Regions from separate parts of the Sus scrofa genome. Here region 2 is linked to region 1. The links are chromatin contacts, called in public Hi-C maps. All regions are on one chromosome and are shown on one strand. The core of a region is the stretch at or near the end of the contact, and the rest is flanking DNA. Distances in the headings are between cores, read along the strand shown. Region 1 overlaps TTC28 (tetratricopeptide repeat protein 28). Region 2 overlaps TTC28 (tetratricopeptide repeat protein 28).

Region 1 (7,038 bases), core at 1,371-3,870:
TGAGTATCTAGACATAGTTCTCAATGCTATTCAGCAGGATCTCCTTGTAAATCTATTCTAAGTTGTGTCTGATAAGCCCAAGCTCCCGATCCCTCCCACTCCCTCCCCCTCCCATCAGGCAGCCACAAGTCTCTTCTCCAAGTCCATGATTTTCTTTTCTGAGGAGATGTTCATTTGTGCTGGATATTAGATTCCAGTTATAAGTGATATCATATGGTATTTGTCTTTGTCTTTCTGGCTCATTTCACTCAGGATGAGATTCTCTAGTTCCATCCATGTTGCTGCAAATGGCATTATGTCATCCTTTTTGATGGCTGAGTAGTATTCCATTGTGTATATATACCACTTCTTCCGAATCCAATCCTCTGTCGATGGACATTTGGGTTGTTTCCATGTCCTGGCTACTGTGAATAGTGCTGCAATGAACATGCGGGTGCATGTGTCTCTTTTAAGTAGAGCTTTGTCCGGATAGATGCCCAAGAGTGGGATTGCGGGGTCATATGGAAGTTCTATGTATAGATTTCTAAGGTATCTCCAAACTGTTCTCCATAGTGGCTGTACCAGTTTACATTCCCACCAACAGTGCAGGAGGGTTCCCTTTTCTCCACAGCCCCTCCAGCACTTGTTATTTGTGGATTTATTAATGATGGCCATTCTGACTGGTGTGAGGTGGTATCTCATGGTAGTTTTGATTTGCATTTCTCTTATAATCAGCGATGTTGAGCATTTTTTCATGTGTTTGTTGGCCATCTGTATATCCTCTTTGGAGAAATGTCTATTCAGGTCTTTTGCCCATTTTTCCATTGATTGATTGGCTTTTTCGCTGTTGGGTTGTATAAGTTGCTTATATATTCTAGAGATTAAGCCCTTGTCAGTTGCATCATTTGAAACTATTTTCTCCCATTCTGTAAGTTGTCTTTTTGTTTTCTTTTGGGTTTCCTTTGCTGTGCAAAAGCTTTTCAGTTTGATGAGGTCCCATGGGTTTATTTTTGCTCTAGTTTCTATTGCTTTGGGAGACTGACCTGAGAAAATATTCATGATGTTGATGTCAGAGTGTGTTTTGCCTATGTTTTCTTCTAGGAGTTTGATGGTGTCCTGTCGTATATTTAAGTCTTTCAGCCATTTGGAGTTTATTTTTGTGCATGGTGTGAGGGTGTGTTCTAGTTTCATTGCTTTGCATGCAGCTGTCCAGGTTTCCCAGCAATGCTTGCTGAATAGACTTTCTTTTTCCCATTTTATGTTCTTGCCTCCCTTGTCAAAGATTAATTGACCATAGGTGTCAGGATTTATTTCCGGATTCTCTATTCTGTTCCATTGGTCTGTCTGTCTGTTTTGGTACCAGTACCACACTGTTTTGATGACTGTGGCTTTGTAGTATTTCTTGAAGTCTGGGAGAGTTATGCCTCCTGCTTGGTTTTTGTTTCTCAGGATTGCTTTGGCAATTCTGGGTCTTGTGTGGTTCCATATAAATGTTTGGATTGTTTGTTCTAGTTCTGTGAAAAATGTCATGGGTAATTTGATAGGGACTGCATTGCATCTGTAGATTGCTTTGGGCAGTATGGCCATTTTTACAATATTGATTTTCCCAATCCAGGAACATGGAATATCTTTCCATTTCTTTACATCTTCTTTGATTTCTTTGATTAAAGTTTTATAGTTCTCGGCATATAGGTCCTTTTCCTCCTTGGTCAGGTGTATTCCAAGGTATTTGATTTTGTGAGGTACAATTTTAAAAGGTATCGTATTTTTGTATTCCTTTTCTAATGTTTCATTGCTGGTATACAGAAATGCAACTGACTTCTGAATGTTAATCTTATATCCTGCTACTTTGCTGAATTTATTAATCAGTTCAAGGAGTTTTTGGGTTGAGTCCTTAGGGTTTTCTATGTATAGTATCATGTCATCTGCATACAGTGACAGTTTTATCTCTTCCTATATGGATGCCTTTTATTTCTTTGGTTTGTCTGATTGCTGTGGCTAGGACTTCCAAAACTATGTTGAAGAGCAGTGGTGAGAGTGGGCATCCCTGTCTTAAAACAGCTGGTCTTAATGTCACCTTCCAGGAGGGGAGGGAGGAACTAAGATATATATGAGTTTCTGCAACAAAGGGCAGGTAACAGGAACAAAAGAGGCCTGGGCTCCCTGGAATCATCCCTTTGATATGCACCTCTGCTGTCAGGGCCAGTATCCTGAGTTTTCACAGCCTGCAGGACTCACTGGCTCTCCCCCTTGGAGGTGACTGTGACATTCTTTGTTTTATCCTTAACTATAGCCCTGGGTATTTCAGACCTATTTAAAATTAAAACAAACAAAAACAAACAAACAAAAAAACCACAAGAGCCACAAATATTTGGAACCACAAATGAATATGTCATATTACAAGCAATAAAGTGCTGGTTAATAGAACTTCCACAACTATGACCCTGAAATAAAAAACTCACAGGAAGGAAAAATGATAACTGCTGGAAAAATGCTAGTAATCATTCCCTAAAGATCCTTATATAGTAAATGGGACTACTGAGTCCTCAAGTCTAGAACCATCTCCTTTCCCAGCCCTCCTATCCTCCCACTTCCCTCAGCCTCACTCTTCTCAAAGAGCCAAAGTCACTGAATTAGCCAAGGTGCCTGCCAATGACCTTTTATGGATCTGCATGAGTTTGCTCACAAAGTCCAAGGCAAAGGAACTTTGAGAGTTTGGCAAAGAAATTTATTTTTAGTTGTTTTTATTTTTAAAAGAAAACATCATCACAAAAACATTAATACTCTGGGTACATAAACAAGAAAAAGTTCTTGTGAAGCTGACACTTTTTTCCAAAGACTTTACGGTATAGAAATCAGAACTTAAAACCCAGAAAGGCATATTATGCTGGTTTTTCAAAACTGACAAAGGAGTTCCCATTACGGCACAGCGGTTTAAGAATCTGACTACAGTGACTCAGGTTGCTGCAGAGGTATGGTTTGATCCCCAGCCCAATGCAGTGGGTTAATTCAGGATCTAGCATTGCTGCAGCTGTGGTGTAGGTTGCAGCTACAACTTGGATTTAATCCCTGGCCCAGGAACATTTATGTATCATGGTGTGACCATTAAAAAAAAATAAAAAATAAAAAAGACAAAGAATTATAAAATTACAGAGTTTGAAGAGATCTTAAATAGTTACACAGACCATCATCTTCATTTCAAACAAAATTTATTAAAGTAATTGGGAATTCATTCAATGTTAAAACTTTCAGAAAAAAAGCCAGCATTCATAGGGAAGAAACTATTTCACATAACTAAACTGAAACACTCATTCTACCTTAAAACCTTGTAAGTTGTTATTAGATATTCAGGGTGAGAGTTGGTTATAGGGATGGTTTATGTAAATTAAAGGAAAACAAACACTAAATGCACTAGTAAACAAAAAGGTACAACCATGGATGCTTTTCATATATGTATCATTTAATCTCTACAACAATCTATGAAATAGATAACATTAGCCCATTTTACTAAGCAGATACTAATGTTCAGAAGGGAAAATAAAAAATGTTCAAGGTCAGAAGGTAATAGGTAGCAGATCTGGGATATTGACTCGGGCTTGTCTAACTATCTATGTATTAGCTCACAGTTCCTCATTCTTTATGCCAGATATTACCAACCTTGTCAAAATGGCTGTGCATTGCTTTCATTCTACTATGTCAGATTGGATCACAGACAGCAACTTGAACAGCCAGGGTTGAAGACATGTGCTGGCTAAGAGCTCTTATCTAAAACACTGATCAACTATATGATCATTGGAAACATCTAAAAGTCAGGAGCAGTGACACCAACTCACCAACTTACCAAGCTGGCTGATAATGGGCCACAAATTATGCAGGAACTAAAAGCCACTTGTTAGTGCAGGTAGCTGATAATAGCCTTTGCAAGTGACAAGGAATAGGACTGGTGGACATAAATATCCATGAAAACTGTTTAACAGCCTTGGTATACCCTTCACAGATTGCCAATCTCTATAACATACAGGACTTTTTACATACAGACAATGCAAATAATTTAGAGGAAGGGGAGCAAGGAAGGATTACAGTAAAAATAAGACACCCAGGGAGTTCCCGTCGTGGCTCAGTGGTTAACGAATCCAACTAGGAACCATGAGGTTGCAGGTTCGGTCCCTGGCCTTGCTCAGTGGGTTAAGGATCCGGCATTGTGGTGAGCTGTGGTGTGGGTCACAGACGTGGCTGGGATCCCGCATTGCTGTGGCTCTGGCGTAGGCCAGTGGCTATAGCTACGATTCGACCCCTAGCCTGGGAACCTCCATATGCCACAGGAATGGCCCTAGAAAAGGCAAAAAGACAGAATAAATAAATAAATAAAATAAAAATAAGACACCCAGCCCATTGTTTCAGTAGGAGTTGGGGAAGAGTACTGGACAAGTACACCGTATAGCACACAACAAAGAAAGCAAAATAAATCAAAAGGAAAAAAACAAAAATGCAAAAAAATCAAAAATGTATTCTGAGGTGATCAGGGTAGAAACAAACTAAAGCTTTTAAAGGAGGAGTTTCTGCTATGCCACAATGGGTTAAGAATCTGACTGCAGTGGGTCCAGTTGCTGCACAGGCTCAGGTTTATTCCCCAGCCTGGCAGAGTGGGTTAAAGGACCTGGTGTTGCCATAGCTGTGGCATAGGTTGCAGGTGTAGCTCAGATTCAATCCCTGGCCTGGGAACTTCTATATGCCACAGGTGTGGCCGTAAAAAAATATTTTAAAGGAAAAGTTCTTGAAAATTACTGCTCTTTTCTCCTCTGCATATGCTTCTTTTATTTACCACTCTTCTTCATTTACAGTGCACTCCATTCAATTTCATATTTCACCCTTAGAATTTCATTAACAGAACCTCACCACATGTAGCTTGAGAAGCAATGATTAATATATTACTCAGCAAAATATATATGCATAAGCACCTAATGCCCCAGATCATCAAATATACTCCTAACACACTCGGGGCTAGTGAGGCCCACTGAGAAGGGCAGCAGGAAGAATAGTACTCATACAATCTCACACGTTTTGAGAGAGACAGAGAAAGACTTCAAGGGATGAGATTTTGACATCTCCCTTTATAACTATCAGATTGGTATCAACCGATCAAAACCAAAAGCAGGCTTGCCATTTGAGTATGAAGCAAGCATGAAAAGCCAGCCACATGCCTTTCCACTATTCTAAATCAGTCTAGAACCTGTACCTTGGTTTCAGACAGTCCACCTAGTGCTTGAGGGCTGTGATAGGAGAAGATTCACCCTCAGGTAAAATCTATAGAATAAAACTGCCATTATTCTCTTAGATACTAGAAACAACCGTAGAATTCATAAATGTGGTCTCAGGTTGTCCAAAAAATATGAAAGCCATAGATGAACCTTTAGCCCTTCCTCACATGCACAGTGGCCCTTGAGACTTCTCATTTGCCTCCTATCCTTGAAAGGTGGAATATAGCTGAAGGGAAAGGGGACTCACCAGGGCTCCCAGAGGGTACTAGGTATAGGCCTAGCCTAGCAGGCCTCCAGAGGTTATCTGAGCCAAGGTAAAGCACGTAGATTTCCTAAAGTCCTGAGAATTAGCCTCACCTGAGATGTCAGTGAGGCTTCCCTGACATCTAGTGGAACTAGACTGACTTCTCCATGTTTGGATCAGAAGAGACAGACATCCACAAGCTGTAGACATACCCAGTTGTTTGGGAGCTGACTTCCAAACATGTGAAGCTTTCATTCATGATTGAATGCTACTTAAGAGTTATAGACTGCTAACCAATCGATGGCTTCTGATCCCATACTCCCTGCTCAAGTGAACACAGAGAAACGAAATGTCAGACTCTTTAAACATGCCAACTGGAAATCAAAGTAAAATGCTGAAGGTAAAGTGACAGCTCAGTGTTTCTCTCTAGTATAAATTCCCTGATGTTCACTCTTAAAAGAATTGTCCCAGTCCGTTTCTGTTTGACATTTCCCTCCTTGCTCAAGCTAAAGTGGGGCCTGTGCATAATTACTGATGAACTAAATGCCCACAAGACCACCTCAAGGGACACAAACAGTGCCCTGACACAAAAAGCAAAATCAATAATCTGCTGCTCTATGTCACATGGAAATCCTGACTGCTGTCAGCAGACAGGAGGAGGAGGCTTAGGGGTTGCAGTAGAGACAATTAGAGCCCTTGGAAAAGCAGAGGAGAAAGTAATGAAACCTCCCAAGTTCATCAGTCACACACACACACACACACACACACACACACACACACACAATGAAAAGGCCACATAGCCAGAGGTCATATTTTTCCAGCCTGCTAAATTAAAGTGACTGAAAACCTCTGTAATTACAAAGAAACAGATGAAATTGTTAACTAAATTGTAAATGCACTTTAAATGTCATAAGTTTTGATGCAATTTAATATTTTAAACGGACATTTCTCAGTATAGTCACTGATTGTATACCAAGCAGATGGGGACATAAGCCATGTCCATTACCAGGAATGAACAAACGCCCATCCATCTGCCTGAGTGGTACAAAAGTATACTACAGAGAAAGCGAAGAGTAAACCCTCTCTGACTGGAGTTATAGAAAAGAGCACTGGAAAGGAGCCAAGAGGCCTGGGTTCCAGTCTCAGTTCTCCATTTATTTACTCTGACCTTAGGCAAGTCACAACCTCTCTGGGCCTCAGTTTCCTCATCTGTGAAAGAGAGAAAAATAATCCCTGACATAACCGTGTTACAAATTACTATAAGGATAAAATAAGACCAAATAAGAAAAAATGTTCTGTAAAAAGTTAGATACAAACGTAAGCAATCATTATAACTTATGCCATTTTGTATTTGGGGTAAAATAAGAAAACAAATCATTACTTACTATAGTCCAGAAAGATCTGAATTAACTTTGCAGTTATCAGTTGGTTAAAAAAAAAAAAAAAAATCTCAGTGCATTACTATTAATCCCCTGGAGTACCCAACACTTCTAAAAAAATTAAGTCAACAATGAAGATGAGACAACAGTCTTCATGTACGAAACCAGCATACCTGTC
Region 2 (7,038 bases), core at 2,355-4,854, 94 kb after region 1:
ATTACTCTAGAAGAAATAAGAAGGGAAAATCAGAGGGGAAAAGAGACAAAAATAAGACAAATCATTAGGATGCTATCTGCAATAGATCTAGCAAGTGATACTGAGGTGCTAAACTATAACAGTGGGGAGTCACATGTGAAAGGTTAAACGACATGCTCAAGGGCACAAGTCATGGGAACTACCAGAATCAAAACCTGGGTCTCTAGGTTGCACTGATATAGAAATGGTGTATAGAATGGATTTGGAGAAAGACCTTTATCAGGAAATTTCTAAGACTTCTTAAAACTACTTTTGTCCTTGATGCTTATTTTTATATCTAATTTTATACTATAAACAAACTAACGTAGTAGCTGTATTAAAATTTGAGATTCAGCTTGCTAATCCAGAAACAAAATACTTTATCAAGGAAAAAGTGCAAGGATTTGAAATACACTCTTTTGTAAAAGTAATAAGCTATCCCAAGACACAAATTTATAGGATGCAAGTGAGCTTTCAAATAAGCTTTTTAAATGAAGCTCTGTAAGTCATTTAAGAAGCCAGGTTCACATTATATTAATGCGACAAGTATAACAAGATAAATACATCATATGATTCTCAAATGACATAATTAATGTAGTTTATGTGATATATTACTATTAATGATCTTTTATTATGTGTGAACAGTAAAACTACATTAGATAGGCAATGAAAAAATCCAATCAGCAGCAGCTTTCCTGAAGATTTTGACTGTAGTCTTATTTACACGGTGTTATCTGATACTAATCCTTGGATTTTAAAGAGCAAAAATCACTTCAAAATTGTAAATAACCATATTCCTATGAGATGAGCATTTTAATTACTATCATTTCTGTAAGTACAGGATAAAAATAATGTGTTGCATGATAGCCTCTTAAAGTTAAAACAGAGGAAAGTATATTTTGCCAGGTCAAGAAGGTTATGCAAATGAAAAAATTGTGACACTGGATCAGAAGCCTGATCCAAAGAGCCTACCTAGTAGTGTATCTTAACAAGGAATGCCCAGGGAAATTGTGTGGAAAATGTAGCTGCCCACTCCCCAATGTCATCTACCAAAGATTAGAAGTGAATGCCAAAATATTCTGGTTTTCTTTAATAATCCCTTACAATCTAATATCTATGAGTTAACTAAAATATTTTGAACCTTTTTACATTTAAAATTCATACCACCCTAAAAATAAAAGTTTTACAAAGGAGTAGTTCTTAATTAATTTTATATCAAATAAATATTTATTGAGCAAGTATATTATCCTTGGCACCAAAAAGAGGTCTAAAGTATGGTTTCTGAACTCAAGGAGCTTGAAGCTAAGATAAAAAAAATGGTTACTATCAGTAAAGGACAACCAGCCTAAAAGGGCATAGATTCTACATGCTCTAGGAATTCAGGGGTAGATAAAATCACTGTGTTTCTTCAAGAAGGAGTGGGAAGAAGAGCATCTTGGTGTTAGTACCCAGAAGTGAGGGAGCAAAGCTATGGCTAACATGATTAACCATGTTCCGGTGGCTTCTCTGTGAAAAGGTAGCAAACTCTAATTGAATACTCCAGAGCCTATTATCTTAAATGTTAGTATTTATTTAAACCCAGAAAATAAGCAGAGGAAATAAGAGTAAAGAGCTCCCCTTCAGCCCTTTAATCCTGTACCACCACTGCATGCTCAGTTAGAAACAAAGAAACCTAGAACCTACGGTCATTCTCTTACAGTGAGTCCAGAATTTACAAAAGTCAGCACTGGTAGCAGCTGACAGAGCACCATAACAAGTTACCAACCAATCTTAGTCATAAGCCTAGTTATAGCAAATGCTGCTTGGGGCGGCATTCTAAGATGATCTTCCTAGCTTTGTTAAAATCACATCAAAGCAGTATCACTTATCATCTGCAGTGTAAATGGTTTTTATGAAACAGTTTGACTAAACACATGGCATGTGACTCTACCACTACAAATGTGTTAGCAGACCCAGCCAGAAACCACGACATGATCTGATCATGTGAATATTCTTGCAAGAGTGAAAAAATGAACCTAATCTTTGCAAAGGCTTACTGGTGCCCTACCCAAGTTGAATACTCTTTCAAGGAAGATTCCAATCCCATGCAGAAGAAGGAGGAATGGTTCTCAAGCCATCACCAAATTATCACACAGTATTTGATGGCTCAGCTTATTTTTTAATCTTCCATGAACTTTGCAGAATTTGGATATCTGGATCCTTATAACATGATGATTTGGGATTATGAACACAGTGAATAAACACAACCTTCTGGTATAGCAATTTAAGCATCGGAGAGTGAGTAAATACTGCAGAGTGAATCCTAACACTTGAAACAGAATCTTCCAGAGTCCAGAAATACACCTGACTGCCAAGAATAATACTTCCGTGGTTCAAGCAATACCAGTACCCAGAGGGGTTTCCACAGACATAACCACATGAGTTACTGCATATTGGGTACAATAGAGAAAACAGACATTTATGAATGTATAGTTTGCAGACATCTTAAAAGTACTCATAAATATGTAATTTACAAATACAGAAGAAATTGGAGTTAGGGCTTCAGGAATACACAGCATCTGTTTAATTGCTTAATTATATGGTTACTTCTATGGGTTCTCCTCATCCTAACTGATTTTTATGGGGGGGGGGGAGACGTATTGATCTAACTGAAATAAATGAAACCAATCTCACTGAAAGAAGCTCCATGATAAGAACTAATATATGAGAGATTCTGACTTCAGAATGAGGTAGAAATGACTTCGTTTCAGGCAGCAAATTAGATATCAAAAAAAAAAAAAAAAATCTTTCAATTCACCAGGCTGTACTGAAGGAGGGTTTGTTAGATTTTCTAGTAATAAAACAAATGCACAATATCTTCTTATGCATTTCACACATGATTTCTATTTCATCTCTGATGTAAAACATGGTATCACACATCATGCCACAAAGAAAGAGTCAGTTTAGCTAGTTAAAGTAAAACACCAGGCAGCTGCTAACAGAGACAGGTCACTGCTGGGGAGGGGCACAGCACATTCAGTTTGCTATGTTTTCCTTCGGAAGAATGTCAATAAAAACCACGGCCAAATGAGGTATTTGAAGAAGGGGGAAAAGTCCTGCTATGCAGGGAACCACTAGGTTCACCTAACAGCGCCAGACAGACAAGTTAGCAAAAGGGAGCCCTAACCAAAGCTACAGCCGCCAACAACTTGAAGAAAGCTGTCTTTCTCCCTGAACGTCCTGGGGTAGCGACCGGTCCCACATTTAGAAACGTTATTTCTGGGACCAATAGCAATTTATTTTCATAGAACCACTGGATTTTTTTTTTCCTTGAGTTCTCAACAAAGGAGCCATATTAGGAAATAATCTCACAAAAAGCAAAGTGCCCCCTCCCCCTCTTCCCCACGATCGATGCACACACGCCCGTGCACGCTGACACGCACACACACCCGTGACAATGGCCGGCGCGTGCACTCAATGCGGGCCCACGCGGCGCCCAGGAGCCCCGCGGGCAGAAGGCCCAGCCCCCGGCCCTCACACTGGAGGCCCCTCAGCCCCCCTGCCCGGGAACCAGCTGCTGGGCGGTTGTACTAGGGATGCTCGCCCCCCAGCGGGGCCCTGGGGAAGCGGCTGCCAGCGGCTCAGAGCCTATTAACCCCTTGGGGAAGTAGGTGCTACAAAGCCACCTGAGGGGACACTGGAATGTGCCGGGGATACAGCCCCAAATGGCCCCCATAGACGAGGCGCCACCGAGTCCTTAGACCCTGGCAGCTCTTGACTGGCTCCTGCAAAGCTAATGTGTCGCTGGTTCCGCCAGGCTTCTAAAGCAGAGGGATGTTTCTGAGCTGTCACCCTTGAGAGTCCCAGCATACCAAGAAGGAAAAACTTAAGAGGGCAGTGGATGCAGACCAGACTTGGTAAACTCGTCCCTAAGGGACTGGCCTAAGACCTAAAGGGACAGATCTGCTTGGACCTGCCCGGCCAGCAAACTATGGAAGGGGTGGAGGGGCCCGAGGGCAACCGCCCCCTGTCACCCCTCCCTGAGTCGGGCATCAGGGCCCCGTCCCCATTCCGGGACACTTACCTTCTTCCGGGGCTGCCATTTCATCATATTTGTACAGCCGATACGTGGAACATCAAGATGCTGGCTGGGGGCTGGGGGCAGATGCAGGGCAGCCGCGACTGCAAGTCATGCTGCCTCCCTCCCACCCCCTAATTCTTTCCCATATTCACTGTGAAGGGAGAAAGCCCAGGAGAGTCCAGTCTTTTCGCCTTCAGTTCAATGGAAAGTATCCCCAAACCACGATCACACTTCCCACCGGGCTAGGAAGTCCCAGCAGCAACCAGCGTACTCCAGCCAGAGCGGAGCATTTTCCCCTCAGGCCAGTGTCTGCGAAAGAAGCCTGCGGCAGGGGGTCTCCAAGCCGGCTACAGAGACCCTCCCTCAGAGAGATCGAGCACGCAAGCTGCTGCAGAAACCCAGCCGGGCTTCTGCCATCCAAACCCCTTTTGGCGAATTCTCCTCTTCTCAAAAAAGATTAGACAAGCAATCAAACCCTCACGCGCAGCCTGGAGCAATTCCCAAAATTCTGGGTGTATTTCTCGTTTGTAAAATTTAGCAAAGAAAATTCCAAAGATCTGTAATCAGAGCTTCTTTACGCTGTTGTTTTCTCTTCCTTCTTGGATAACTTGGGGAAAGGATCTGCTCTTTCCGAAATGCCTACCTTCCCTGAACACTGTAAATAGGAAAACTTGGTTTGTGTGTTTAGATTTTTTTTTTTAATTCCCAAGAACCTTAGTGGGGAAAGGCTGGAAGGAAATCCTGCAAGAACCCAACTCCACAGCTCAGTCTGCACTAATGACTTCCTTCCCTTAGTGCAAGCACAGCCTGCCCAGCTCCAGCCACACAGAGCAAATGGTTTCTGGGTCTTAGTGCCACGACATCTGCTCCAAAGCAAAAAAGTAAAAGCAAGCATACAGTTTCAGAGGCCCCCAGCAGCTTCCAAGGCATCAGAGCTAGAACAGACCTATCGAATCAGGAAACCATTTCAAACAACCTAGATTTGTGAATTATATCAGGAGAAAAAAAGGAATAGAAAAGATTTCTAAACCAAAGGGCTATAAAATCTAAAAGTGTGACTTTGAAGGAAAAAGATTTAAGGTATTTGACTAGATAAAAATTTTAATCAAGACTGGACTCCACTCCTCTATATTTAGCAATAATATTATAAAAAAATATTGTTATAGAAATTGGATTTCATTCATCTTCTGTAAAATGATTCCATCCTATTTAAGGAGATACATCTCCAAATACAAAGTACTATATAATTCTATTATTTGTCATCCAACAGGCCTAGCAATTCTTATCCCACCATGAGGCTACTTTGATAGCTGGGAATTAATAGGTAGCCTAAGCTACTAACATACTAACTGATTTTCAAAATAATAGCAACTGATGCATCATCGCTCCATTGTTCCAACAATGTGTAACTTATTACTCTCAGAGTTTTATAATACATTAAGCAGTATTGGCTGATGTGGGTGATTATATGCAGAATGGACACTAACAATATCAGATATAAATGTCACTAAAATATCCAAAACAATTAACTAACACAAATTACTTTTGAGATTCTTTCTAAGACTAAGAGTATGAAATTCAATGGTGAAATTATTATCTTTTACGGATAATAATATGAACAATTACAGATGAAGAAATAAGTACCAGTCCTTAAGCCACTACTCTATGCCAGGACCTATGCCTACATTCATTACCTCACAGCCTTGGAAGGAAAATCTTATTGTTCAGTTTTCCAGATAAGGACACTAAAATTCAGAAGGGTCATTTGCTCAATCAATTAAGACTACAACACATAGAAGGTGGTTCAGAACCATGGTGACCTGACTCTAGAGCCTATGCCCTTTCCACGACATGCATCATAGCTACACACCAATTTTACCTCTCTGCTCAATAAAACTATTAAGTGCCTATGATTTAGGCACCTATTATTTGCCAACCTCTGCTCCAGATACTAAAAAATATAAGTAAAAGGCTTGCTCTTGAAATTACATACTGCAGGCAGCAGTCACAAATAACCAATATTGTGTATATGTTCTAAATATGTACTCTATATGTATCCAAATCATTCTGCACAGCTTAGCTTGGATATCCTACTAACATGGAAGGTTCAGTAAATTCCAAATCAAATTCATCAATCTGCCCCCAAATCAATTTCTCTTCCTAATTTTCCTGTTATCTATCCATAGCACTGTTATTCTTCCAGGATCACAAACTAAAACATCCTTTCTTATGTCTAATGTGTCACTAAATCCTTTCACTTCTTTCTTAGACACCACTTTCAAATTCCTACTGCTGATATCTAAGGCTAGAGCCTCACAAAATAAACATATATTAAGTCCAACTGGGTGCAAAACATCATGTAGGATAGAAAGGTACAAAACTAAGTCCCCACACTAGAAGAATTTACAAAGAAGTTAGGATAGAAGTGAAGACCTATAAGAAGATAACCAGATATTGCCTCAGTCAGTTCAACAAATGAGCTACATGTCTATAGCATTCCAGGAGTTAAAAGGAGAAATCACTGTAAATAGGGAAGAAAGGTGTCATAGAAGAAACTGAAGTATGAATTCAGAGGAGATACAACTCATTCTCAAGCCAAAAGCGAAGGTGCTTACCACATCCAGTAATACTTTTCAGGATCTGGACCCATCCACCCCTCAGAACTCATCTCTCCCACTCCCTTTCTTGGCCCCTACCGTACTGTCCCTTGAATATATCAGGCATATGTGTGTTACACCCTCTGCCTGAATTACTCTTCCTGCAGATACCCTCTTGGATCTCTCTCTGAGTTCCTTCTGTTAAAATATCATATTAGAAAAACTATCTTTCATCATCCCTTCTAAAATAATAGCACCATTACCCGCACAAGGCTACCTTCTATCTTCCTTATCCTGCCACATTTACTTCATAGTCCTTATGACATATATTTTATTTAGTTAATATCTCATATCCCCAAAAAA

The links. A called contact is a pair of places that touch in the nucleus more often than the background predicts.
Region 2: a contact with region 1 is called in a Hi-C map of liver, with 5 times the contacts expected there. The contact joins two enhancer-like sites. A contact is called at or near these places in 3 of 47 Hi-C or Micro-C datasets (alveolar macrophages, embryonic fibroblasts and liver).

Annotation. Positions count from the first base shown.
Region 1 is chr14:45,640,196-45,647,233 of Sscrofa11.1, forward strand. All of the region lies in intron 2 of TTC28 (tetratricopeptide repeat protein 28), which reads right to left. Among named protein-coding and RNA genes, the nearest start is that of TTC28, 280 kb to the right of the region's middle. Within about 2 kb of position 2,621, at least 2 of the 83 cell types and tissues checked have an H3K27ac peak or open chromatin away from gene starts, as enhancers often do. A contact at or near this core is called in liver, where this site is marked.
Region 2 is chr14:45,732,812-45,739,849 of Sscrofa11.1, forward strand. All of the region lies in intron 2 of TTC28 (tetratricopeptide repeat protein 28), which reads right to left. It also overlaps a transcript of CHEK2 not described here. Among named protein-coding and RNA genes, the nearest start is that of TTC28, 190 kb to the right of the region's middle. Within about 2 kb of position 3,605, at least 62 of the 83 cell types and tissues checked have an H3K27ac peak or open chromatin away from gene starts, as enhancers often do. A contact at or near this core is called in liver, where this site is marked.